Regions from separate parts of the Capsicum annuum genome. Here region 1 is linked to region 2. Evidence: chromatin contacts called from public Hi-C data. All regions are on one chromosome and are shown on one strand. The core of a region is the stretch at or near the end of the contact, and the rest is flanking DNA. Distances in the headings are between cores, read along the strand shown. Region 1 has its middle 11 kb from the start of LOC107867661. Region 2 overlaps LOC107867660 (a long non-coding RNA gene).

Evidence for each region. A called contact is a pair of places that touch in the nucleus more often than the background predicts.
Region 1: a Hi-C map of leaf shows a contact between it and region 2, with 2.4 times the contacts expected there. The contact joins two enhancer-like sites. A contact is called at or near these places in 4 of 5 Hi-C or Micro-C datasets (bud, leaf and placenta).

The regions. Positions count from the first base shown.
Region 1 is chr4:186,403,116-186,409,241 of UCD10Xv1.1, reverse strand. No RefSeq gene overlaps it. Among protein-coding and RNA genes, the nearest start is that of LOC107867661, 11 kb to the left of the region's middle. Within about 2 kb of position 4,746, at least 2 of the 5 cell types and tissues checked have an H3K27ac peak or open chromatin away from gene starts, as enhancers often do. A contact at or near this core is called in leaf, where this site is marked.
Region 2 is chr4:186,349,534-186,355,154 of UCD10Xv1.1, reverse strand. It overlaps LOC107867660 (a long non-coding RNA gene), which reads right to left. Exons shown (of 3, transcript XR_007054317.1): 2 at 3,076-3,838; 3 at 2,315-2,993. Among protein-coding and RNA genes, the nearest start is that of LOC107867660, 11 kb to the right of the region's middle. Within about 2 kb of position 3,579, at least 3 of the 5 cell types and tissues checked have an H3K27ac peak or open chromatin away from gene starts, as enhancers often do. A contact at or near this core is called in leaf, where this site is marked.

The DNA.
Region 1 (6,126 bases), core at 3,497-5,996, 53 kb before region 2:
TGAAAAATTAATGGACAATTTACTCATTTTTATCTTAATATTAAGTATAATTCATTATTCAATACATTATATACATTATGTAAAACATTACATTTATGATATTTAAAGGGTAGATAGGTAAAATTATAGTTATTATTTATTATTTTTTAACATATATATCAAGTTAATAGTGGACAATTGATAAATGGAAGAGTATTAATTATTGACTTGATATACATTTTAGAGAGCAATAAATAAAGTAATAAATTTATTATTATATTAATTTTTATATATAATAAATTTAATATATTAAAAATAACTATAGTTAATAATAAAAGAATTAGGCGATAATTATTTTTTTAATTTTATATTGAACTAGTTAAAATGAATAGTATCTATTAAATATAGTGAATGAGCAAACATATATACACGGAGGGAGTGTCTTTTCATGTCAGAAAGTCCTAATATAGTATTCCATCAGTTTCTTGGGGCCACATGCCCCTGCTACCCTCCAAAGGAATCTCATCTATTCGAAATAGTAATAATTAATTAAAACACAGCATAATAATGCATTAATATTCGTTACAATACAGATATACCATTTGTTCACATTTTTCTTTCAAAAATACTTATCTAACTAGCAATCCCATTGTTAATAAAAAGAAAAGTTCAGATTTAAAAAGCTACCTCATATTCAAAAAGAAATGTTTATATATTTCCCTTTAATTTGTTGTAAACAATGAGTTGGGTGTACGTCCAGTCAATCAACTGGTTAGTTTATTATTACTTTCTCCGTTTAAAAAAAATGACTTGTTTTTCTTTTTAGTCCATTTAAAAAAGAATGATCCCTTTTCCCTTTTAGCAATTTTTTAATTTTAATTTTCCATATGCATATTTAAGACCATAAAATTGAAGGACATTTTGATACATTTGACATATCTTTAATTTAACACCATAAAATTTAAAAATCTTCTTTATTTTTTTAAATTTCGTGTCAAGTCAAACTAGATCATTTTTTTTTAAACTGAGGGAGTATAAGTGATGTGAAGTGCAATTTGCAAACGTAGTTGTGTAGGATATTACTTCCTAATTTTTAATTTGTCTTAATTACTATTTATTTCTAATTTATGTAATTACCTTTTTTCTGTTAGTTTGTTTCAAAATAATATCAATTTTTTATTTGACAAAATGACACCATTCGATTTAAAAGTGTTAAGTGGTACTCAAAAGGAAAAAATGATGATAGAAACATTAAATAAATATATTATCCGGACCACGCATAGAGGGAGTTTTACCAAAGAATAGCTAATTAACATTATTGATGATTTATTGGGCTAGTGAAACTTTATAAAATTATATGTATTAAAAAAATTATAGTAATTTATAATCATAAATGTTTATTTATAAAAGAAATATAGAGATATGCGATTTATTAAATTGCTCATATAAGAGTTAAATTTTTTTTTAATAATTTTCACAAATTATGTAATTTTCATGTCTATAAGAAAAAAATGACAACTTCAAAGATCCATATTAATAAATTTAATTTTGAATCATTAATTTTAAATCATGATTTGACATCAGGGTAAAAAGGACCCTTGGTTCAATTTTTATGGAAGTGTGAAACTAATTAATCCCCGCCCCCTCGCCCCCCAAACCTTCACACATTGAGAACACGAGTGAGCAAGAATTTTCTTTTGCTGGTGCAAATGGATCAAAGGGAGTTAATGAAGGTTATAAAGTGACCTCATTAAAACCAGAAATATACACTTTTTACATGAAAAAGGACTCACTAGAGTACTCTATATACTTGGTAGTATTATATATATATATATATCATGCTCTATGACGTCTTACATGCAAATGAAATACTACTAAATTTAGATACTTACTAAGACAAATAGGCAAAAGACATTTTTGCAGAATCCGCATACTAACTCAACATATATACATGTAGGTGTAATAGGTTGACAGTATATATTTTGCTCCTTTTTTCCTTACTCAGCTTTTACTTTCCATTAATAGACATGTGAAACTTTTGTTTGAGAATACTAATGAATGTTAGCTACTTACTATATGTAAGTTTTTTGAAACTTTCTCATTCAATTTGACTTATATCTCATCATTCTGGAGATCAGTCAGTCATGTTTTCTTTGAATTTTCAATTCATTTGGATAACTACAAGACCTCATGTCTCCATCAACGAAAAGAAAAAATGAAGGTGTATTTCTATAAGTCAAAGTTTGAACTTTGAAGATTATAAATATTATTTTATTTCAGAATTTATACTACATGTACTGATAAACAAGTATATTTACTTCACCAATTCCTATTGAAGTGAAAAATACAATAATTCATTCATACGTGTGTTATGTGTACCTTTTATCCATTCCCATATTAGTAATAGCATCTCAAAAGAACTTGACAGTTTTTACCCCCATTTACAATATGATGCTTGTGTTTTTTTATTAACTATGGTGTCGGGATTATCTTGTATATATCTTGATTAATTTCAGAGAATACTATTGTTACCTTCCATCAATACGCATATATCACATAACTCTGTTCAACAAAAATATTTTCATCTGGCTTTCTTTTCAAGCAGTTTCCGGCAACAATTAAGTTTGATAAGGGAGAATGAACTCCGGCCCAAAATGAAGCAGATGAATTTAGGATTTCAATTTGCGAAGAATTTAAGTAAAATTAAACATATATTAGTAAGGATAAATAAAGCAAATCATAATTCCTTTTATTAATTCTAAGCACGTAAGAAGTTAAACAATTGTTACGATAGATAATAAACTTAAAATAAGGGAGGTAAACAGAGTGTTATGAACCACAAAAAAGGTTAGTGTCACGAAGCGATCGAAACATATATATACAAGTTACCAAGTAAATTCTCCTCAAATTTCATCTTAGTAGTTTTTTTTTTTTTTTTAAAAAAAAATAAAATGGTAAACATGGAATGTCAACAGACAATAATTTTGTTTTAAAGAAAAGACATAGAAGTGACTCCTTCCATTAGTACGTAAGAGGAATCTACAAGGTACCAAGAAGGACGTATGCTTTTTTTATTTCATTCAAATTTACTGAGCATCTTATTCATCTTTCGAATAAAAGGAGTTTAAAAGGGGATTTTATGTCACAATTGAGTGGATTATAGTATTTTTTGCTTTGGGGATACAATTAATGGTGTCAAATAAACGGATTGTATTGAATTTGGGCATGTTAAAATAGTGTGAGTTAATAAATGAATATGCAATTTAAACTAAATCGAATTAATCAATGAGTGAGTTAATGAACCGCTCAAATGTTGCTTAGGCTGAAATAGTTGGACTGAATGGGTTAAAGATCGATTCATAACTCGATCTACACAATCTTTAACAAGTTCTAAATTTTTTAGTTATTTTTTTATATAATTTATTTGAGAACCTACTACAACTTTTTTTCTTATATTATGACTATATACAATATTTGAAATTAAAAGTCATTTAAAAATATTTTAAATTTTTTTTGTCATAGGTCAATTTGGACTTCAGGTCAATCCAGTTAGTGAATCAAAATAAATTAAATTAAGTGAATCATTACTCCATCCAAATATAAACAAATAGACCGAATCACAATTTTATAAGCTGATTTTATTACCACGGTCAGAAATTACAATTTTTGGACACAAATCAATGGATTTTAGCAGCACTTACACTAAAGTGTAGACATAAGGCAGAGACAATAGGACAAATAATCAAACTATCACTTCTTTGTTTCGGAATAAGTGAATTGTTGGGATATTTATTGGTGTTTCAAAATAAGTAAATCGTTGAATTTTTTTCAAAATTTACCTTTATGATTTGACAACCAATTAACTTTTGAAAAGATATTACAAGGTCAACTTTTTCTTTTTTGAAGGTAAAAATAGAAAGTTGTGTTAAATTTATGTCTTTAATATTTTTTTCTTAATATATGTGTCAAAATTCAACAATTCATTTATTATGAAACGGAGGACGCAGTAAGTAAAACACACTGTTTTGTGTGGGGACCTCAATTAGTACGAATATAATGTGTTGGAGGTACCAAATTCAGTTAAAATGTACGAAAGCATCTTTATTTACTTCTTTTTTTTTTCAAAAAATTCATACTGCCAAGCAAAGCAACTAGTACTAGAGTACTAGACTAATTGCATAGCTGCCACTTACAAAATTTTAGGATGTAACTAGTACTAGACTAATTGCTTAGCTACCACTTACAAAATTTTGGATTCTTCAAAGTCCTTGTACCAGAATTTGAGGTTGATTTTTCTTTTTGACTACGTAAGTTTGCTTTGATTCTATAGTGATGTGATATGACCGCTTGATTTTCTGGGTGAAACTTTCTACTCTTATGTCGTCAACTTTTTCACCATCACATGACATAAGGTCCTTTTGTGTGATGGTCATAATAAGATCTGCTATATTTTACTTCGAAGGTAATTTTCTATAGCTCTGAGTTAACTTGAGTGGATGGGCAATCAGACTATAGCGTCACATTGCTTCTTGATAATACTACTTACTGTAATAAATAAGATATAATTTTAAGTTATACCTTTAACTCTTAAAATTGGCTAGAATTAAGTTTACTCTCAAAATTAGAGACTCTAAGACGGTAAGACCAATTATTTCTCAAGTAAGGGTGCAACATTACCCTCGAAGACATACACATTCAAAAAGATGACAGAAAATAGCTAGCCGGACTAATCGTCTCCACAATCGTTATTTTATGTTGATTGGGTCCTCTTTATCCTAGACATCTCATCTTTACCCCATCACGACCACCCCACACCTCTACCTCCTACCGCCACCTCTCAAGTATTTTTTTTAATTTCATACAAATGATTTTAAGATAATATTTTTTTACTTCTTTGTGTCGAACACTGTTTGCATAAATCATAATGTCCTAAAACTACACAATCACAAAACAAATATGATGAAACAAGAAATTTCATTGATATATGGGTACAACTCTGTTATTCCCTTGATTCTTCTCTTCGAAATTTTTTCACGATCCGAGCATCGTTAGTAGCGTATTTCTCAAACATATGATGATCTCTTAGTGAGTATCAAGAGTTTATGGATATTCTAGATATCTTTTCAAGAGAATATTTGTCCCTTTATGTAGGCATAATAATTTAAGTTTTAAAGTAGAGTAGCCCCAAGCTAGGTTTTAAGTAAACTTGCCTACAAGAACTCTAACAGAAATTAAATTGGTCTTCTAGAGTCTCACAAAATTTCTCTGTCTACAAAAACAAAAAAAAATAGGAAATCCACTTGTTCCTTGTTCCCTGAAAAACAAAACATTCTTCATGAAAAAGATTTTTTTTCATACCAAATAAAAAGATTTAATGGGGTTACAGAGATTACTTCTAAAGGCAAAAGTAGAGAGAGTTTTTCACCATAACCAAGAAATACTGCAATACAAGAGGTCTCTAATTACAATGCTTTCATACAGATTTTAAGTAAATCCTGCAAGGAAAATGATATTTCTAATTTACCAGGATAATATTAAATTTTCCCAATTTTACAATGATAACAGACTTCAAACCAACAAGGATAACATATTTTTCCAATCTATTTGAAAATATGATAAAATTAAGAACAAAAATATTCAAAGACATGAACCACAAATAATTCCAGGACTTGAACTTTCTTCATTAATAGAAAAAACATTTCCATATCTTGCTCTTAGCCTTTTGTAATGTTGTAATGATCCATTCCGTTGTTACTAAAAATCATCGCGTTCGTAGATATCCGCAATACGAAAACTTCATTAATATCTTTAACATAGATACGTAAAAGACTTAGTTAAATAAATTTGGAGTAAAAATTTTTTGGATGGACTGACGTCATTCCATTGTAACAAAAACTTAGCGGCACAATGGTAACGACCTTCAGGCCATTATAGAAGGAAGCTGAAAACAGAAGCAGTTCACTCGAGTTTTAATTACCCTTGCCCTATCAGTTGTAAACCAAAACAAGGCTTCATTGTAAAAATTCCTTAGGGTTGCCTCAAAGCTCCGGAGTAGTGAAGAAGAAGGGGCACGCTTGGACGAAGTGAAACCCGACGTTCCTTGCAGATTTCACAACGAAAATCATTAGAACGGAGCCAAAAGTTCAA
Region 2 (5,621 bases), core at 2,330-4,829:
GTTAATAGATTTTTCCTATCTTTGAACATTGGTGATATGCAATTTAAAGGTCATTGGAGTTTCTGTTAAATTACCTAAATAAGTGTTCACATATATGTTATTATATTGTGGAAAGTAATCATTTTTTTGATATTATAATTAACTCAAAGAAACTTAACTATTCACAATAAATTATTCAAGTTCAGGTTCTAGCGGGCACTATCAGGATGCTTTGCAGAAAGATATTTTGCTTTGGCGTCTAGGTAGGCTAGACTTACTCTACTTTTAGATTGAGCTTATTTACTGAAATTGTGTACTATTATGCTAGTTCTAGATGAGTACTTGTAGTTGCCTACCATTTGATATATATAATATGCCTTATTTATTCGGATTAAAATTTCGTTCTAGTAAATTTTTGTATTTTATCTTCCAATATAATATAGCTTCTATCACTTTAGGACGTGAAACTAATTGCAAAATCTTAAACTTTCTCCTTTTAAATTAAGACACTACGTACAGTAATTAGACATATTTTAGCTTCTGTTCAGATTCAATATATACTTTATTTTTGTTATTTATTGTGAATTTCTTACCACGTTAATATTGTTATGGTATGGTATGGACTTTAATATTATAGGTTGTATGGTTAATATGGGTTTCAATTTGAGTCCGGCATCAGATTATGGTTGGGGTTTCTTTGATTTTCGATTCGAGTCTGGCATCTGATTATGGTGTTAGTTTCGCTGAGTTTCGGTTTGAGTCCAACGTTTGATTATGAATTCTGTTGTATATTATATATGTGGCCTTTCGTTATTACCCACTATGTTCGGTTTGAATCCGGCACGTGTCCTCTTGTTATTATCCATCACTTCAGGTTTGAGTCTGATGTCTGACCTCTCGTTACTACCCATTGGTGTCGTTCAATTTCGGTGCACATCTAGATGACTATCATGATTCCTTGGGATTGGCTTAGTTACCGATTATTTATGTTTATTTTTTTAGTTACTTTTTGTGTGTCCCACTGGTTTATGGAAATACGATTGGGTTAATTATCTTCTTTAATGTGCCTAGCGGGCTTATGGGGGCTCAGTTAGGTTATGTTTAATTTGTCTGTAATTACTGCATTATTTATTTTTTGTATCGCTTACATTTATTCCTTCATCTCATTGGCGGAGCTTGGTAGTTGTTTACCTTTCTATCCATGATTACTGTTGATTTAGATTATATTCTTGCATTGTTTGGTAATTATACTATACTTCTGCATATTTTTCTTATGCAATTTCGAGTAGTAACTACAAACAATGACGTAATTCCTACCTTCTAGTATTGTTTCAGAGCAGGGTAAGCTTACTGTCGTCCGAGGCTGATCCTTCTCTATCTACTTCAGTTTAATCTTTTGTACACGAGAATGCCTGTATATATTGGGTATATTTTTAATTCTATCTATTACTTTGGGTATATTTTAGTAGTCGATCTAATTCCGACCCTATCAGGTCTTAGAATGGATTCGTTTGTGTATTATTCCGGGCTATGGCTTGGCTTGCCTATTAAGGGGATAAGGTAAGCATTATCATGACTTAGAAAATCGGATTGTGACAACTATAATTTATTAAAAAGAGGTATAAACCTCTTTTCTTCTCCCCTTCTCTCAATTTCTTCTCCATTGTTAAAGGGAAGATTTTTTGTCCTAAAAAATTTTAATATCTTTCTTGGTTTTGTTTGTTTATTTAAAACTTTTTCTCACTATTTTCTAATTTCTTGTCACTAATTTTTAATTTTAGATTTTTGAAATTAGGGTTATCCATGTAAGATGTAAAATTGGATTTGAATAACATTTGTTTAGACAAGGAAGATCCATTTTTGAATGTGGAGGTGCGATGCAATCATGGTCTCTCACTCCATTTGAATACTTCTTGTTCCAATAATAATAATTCGGGAAGAAGATTTCGGTCTTACCCATATTATGGATCAAATAAGTGTAACTTTTTTCTTTGGATGGATGGTATGGTTGAATAACTATCTAAGTTCATTATTCCAAAGATGGTGAAGAAAGTAAAGGACATGAATGAACCATTGAAGATAATAAAGATGAAGAGAGAATTAGTTATTGAGATAAAATGATCGGGAAATGATAGAGATGGAAACGAAATTTACATTCACTCAAATGAAAGAACAATCTAACTCATTTGTTAAGAAGAAAGACAGGGTGAAAAATACACCAGAGAAGATGATAGAAGTGAAGAAGAAAGAGAGCTTTAATATTATTTTCATGGTGTGTATCTTCATGATGTGTACTGCTATATGGATCAAAATAGCAAGTTGAAGTGTTTTGTGTAGTATTATAATATGAATTTGTCGTTGATAGTTTTTCTTATTGAATGGTGGCTTGAACTTGATTTTGTAGAATGAAATATCCTAGTTGAATATGCAAACTTCTTTGAGTACTTATTGATTTTGCTAATTTTGTTGAGCTATGTTCATTATTCCAAAGTTGATAGAAACTTCTGATAGCACCACAAATAATAGATACAAATTTATAGAAACATTCAACTATAATGGCAAGTGCAAGAATTCTACACAAAATTAGTGCATAACTGTTTGAGATGCAACTTTCAAGTGCAATAAAAGTCAATTCAAATTACTGCACAAATATTTGAGATGCAACATTCAAGTGAATCATAAAAACTTTACAATATATGACCTTGCAAAAGTAAATCACATTGTTTGTCAAAATAACCTACCCCATTAACAGTACAATATCAGTTTTAATCTAAAAAACTACCAAAATTTTAAAACTACTTCCACTATGGCTTGAATTGTGAAGATGTCATTTTTTGCCTTTTATTCATTCTCATCTCATCTCTCATCACTTCAAGCTAGTTTCCGGTCATTGTTTTTTTATCCCTCCACCTTACTCCTATTTTTGATTTGTAATCAAGGTCCCCAATAACATCAACAGACCTTATAGATTGTTCTGAATCAGTATGTAGTATTATACTATTTGGCAACCCAAACTGCAGACAAATAAATAAAGAAATTTACACACAGGTAATCCTTTAAGACAAATTTAACTTAAATTTTGTTGACAAAACTTACATTATATGTTGTGAAACCATTTTTAGTAATTAAAACACCCATTTTAACTATCTTTGGCCTTTTACTAGCTGCTCTTCCACTGCATGTACTAAATTGAGCATGAATAGGTAGATTTGGTGGAGCATGAACATGTGAAGCAGATGAATTTGGTGGAACATAAATAGGTGAAGAAAGTATATTTGATGGAGCATGAGTACTGTAACTTATTTGATTTTATAACCACTCATGCAAAGGTTTCCTTCTTGGCACTCTTATGTTACCAAGAGGTGTTTTTCTAGGTCCACCTTTGCCTCTTGCCGCTGTTGCAACTGGTGCTACTCCTCTACCACTTCCTCTACCTCTTGTAGCTTATGAAACATGTTCAATACCCCTTATCCTTTCTCTTGCATCTTCAGCACCATATTCAACACCTCTTCCTTTACCTCTTGCATTTGGTGCAGCTGCTACATGTGGTGCAACTCTTCTCATGCCTCTTACAGCTAGTGCAGCTCTTTCCATGCCTCTTGCAGCTCCTGCAATTGGTTCATAAGGCCTTTCCTTAGGTGTAGAAAGTGTTGCAACGTGTTCGACCTGTGTTGTCTTTCTTAGCCTTTCCATAGGTGTAGAAGGTGCTTAAATATTATCACTTGATTTTCCTTGGCCTTTATCTAGGTCTAGGAGGTGCATCTGTAGTAATAAGAATGTTTCTTGGCCTCCCTCTAGGTTTTGAAGTACTTGGTACATCACTTGGTCCAACAACACCACCACTTGGTCTAATAGAATCCTACAAAAAAGAGGTAAAACTGTCACATATTCAAAAATAATCAAACTACAAATAAATTATACAAGTCATCTAAAGTTATCACACCTTTAAAGGAAAACCTTTTTTGTTTTGATTTTTTTATTGACATATGCTATAAATCATGTTAACCCCTTTATTGACATATTTCCACACTTTTTGGTCTCACTAAACTCTCTATTCCTAATCTTGTTTGACCTACTAAGCATAGGTTTAACAAGTGGTTGCTCCACATGAGGATTTGTTGGCTCTAGCAATATGAGATAAGTCTCCTTACTATAGCAGCTATCAATAAAATCAATTGGTTTCTATTTCTTATAAAGTATGGTTACAATCCCATATGGACAAGGTACTCCCTTGATCATCCATGATCTATAGATGCATGTACTATCCCTCACATCCACACTATGTACATGTAGTCCATCTCATATTTTATAGCCTCTCTCTCTATTGAAGTTTAAATTACATCTCATGAATGTCTGATTAGTATAAAAATACTGGTAATATTCAAACCATGGCCGTCAAACCCTAATTTGCCTACTTTGATCGAATCAATGGCCTCACTGGTCAGTTAAGTAATTGTTATATTTTGAACATTGGTCTATTAACATTGGTCTGATAAGTAATCACACTATTTTGATAATCGTTATATTTTGTTAAGTAATTTTAAGATTGTTTTGTTAACATTGGTCTAAGAAGTGAACATTGGTCTGTTAAGTAATTGTTATATTTTGATAAGGGCTACAAGATTAGATGATTACGTTCACCTTCTTTCAAAATCACAATTCTATATTACTCATAACTATTACTCTTACCCTATGCGTACTTTGAAATGGGAGTCTTTATTTGATCCGGAGGAAGAAATACCTGTTGCTATTGCTTGGATATCATTCTCTTCACTTCCTCCTAATTTCTTTGGTAATAAAGTAGTTTTCTCTCTTGCTTCAACTATTGGGAAACCTTTACAAGTTGACTTAGTCATACACCAGACCCAGCTGTGCAAGGGTCAAGGTGGTGGTAGATCTATTAGGTGATTTTCCAAAGAAAATTAATAAGGGTATGAGGATAAAGAATGGGGACATCAAAGAAAAGTAGATCCATATTAGGTATGATTATGTACCTAAATACTGCAAGACATGCAAGCTTCAAGGGCATAATAAGGAGTGTTTTGTACTACATCCAGAATTATACCTAAAATATGAAGAGGAAAGTGAAAACAAGGATTATAATAAGGTGGAGAAGTCAGAAAGGGGAAGTTTGCTGAGCAACATCTAAATTCAAATGCTAATGTCCAATCTCAGGAAGATAAACAAAAAATTACAAAGAAGGGAGAGGTTGAATTCAAAGAGGAAAAAAATGCTTTTAGAAGGGGAAGATAATTTAATAGAGGAAGATATGAATGAAATCCATGCCAATTGAATAAATAAGTTGTTGGGGAGAATAAATTTGGGGCATTGGAGGAAAGTAATGGGGAAAAGATAGTTGGTATCAATGAGGAAGATAATAAAGAAAAGCTAAAGTTCCTGGAAACAAATAAAAATGGAGGAGGTAAGATGAAGGATCTTATGGAGCAAACAGGTGACACAACACAGAACAACAGTTAACATGATGCACAAAGCACTCACAAAGTCATACACAATCTGGAGAAATCGGTGGAACAAAAAAATAAAATAGTTGATAGTATTCCTGTAATGTCAAGTCAAAAGAAAAATAATGAGGAGAAGAACCCATTACAAGAAGATCAACAAATAAGTGACAAGATACAACA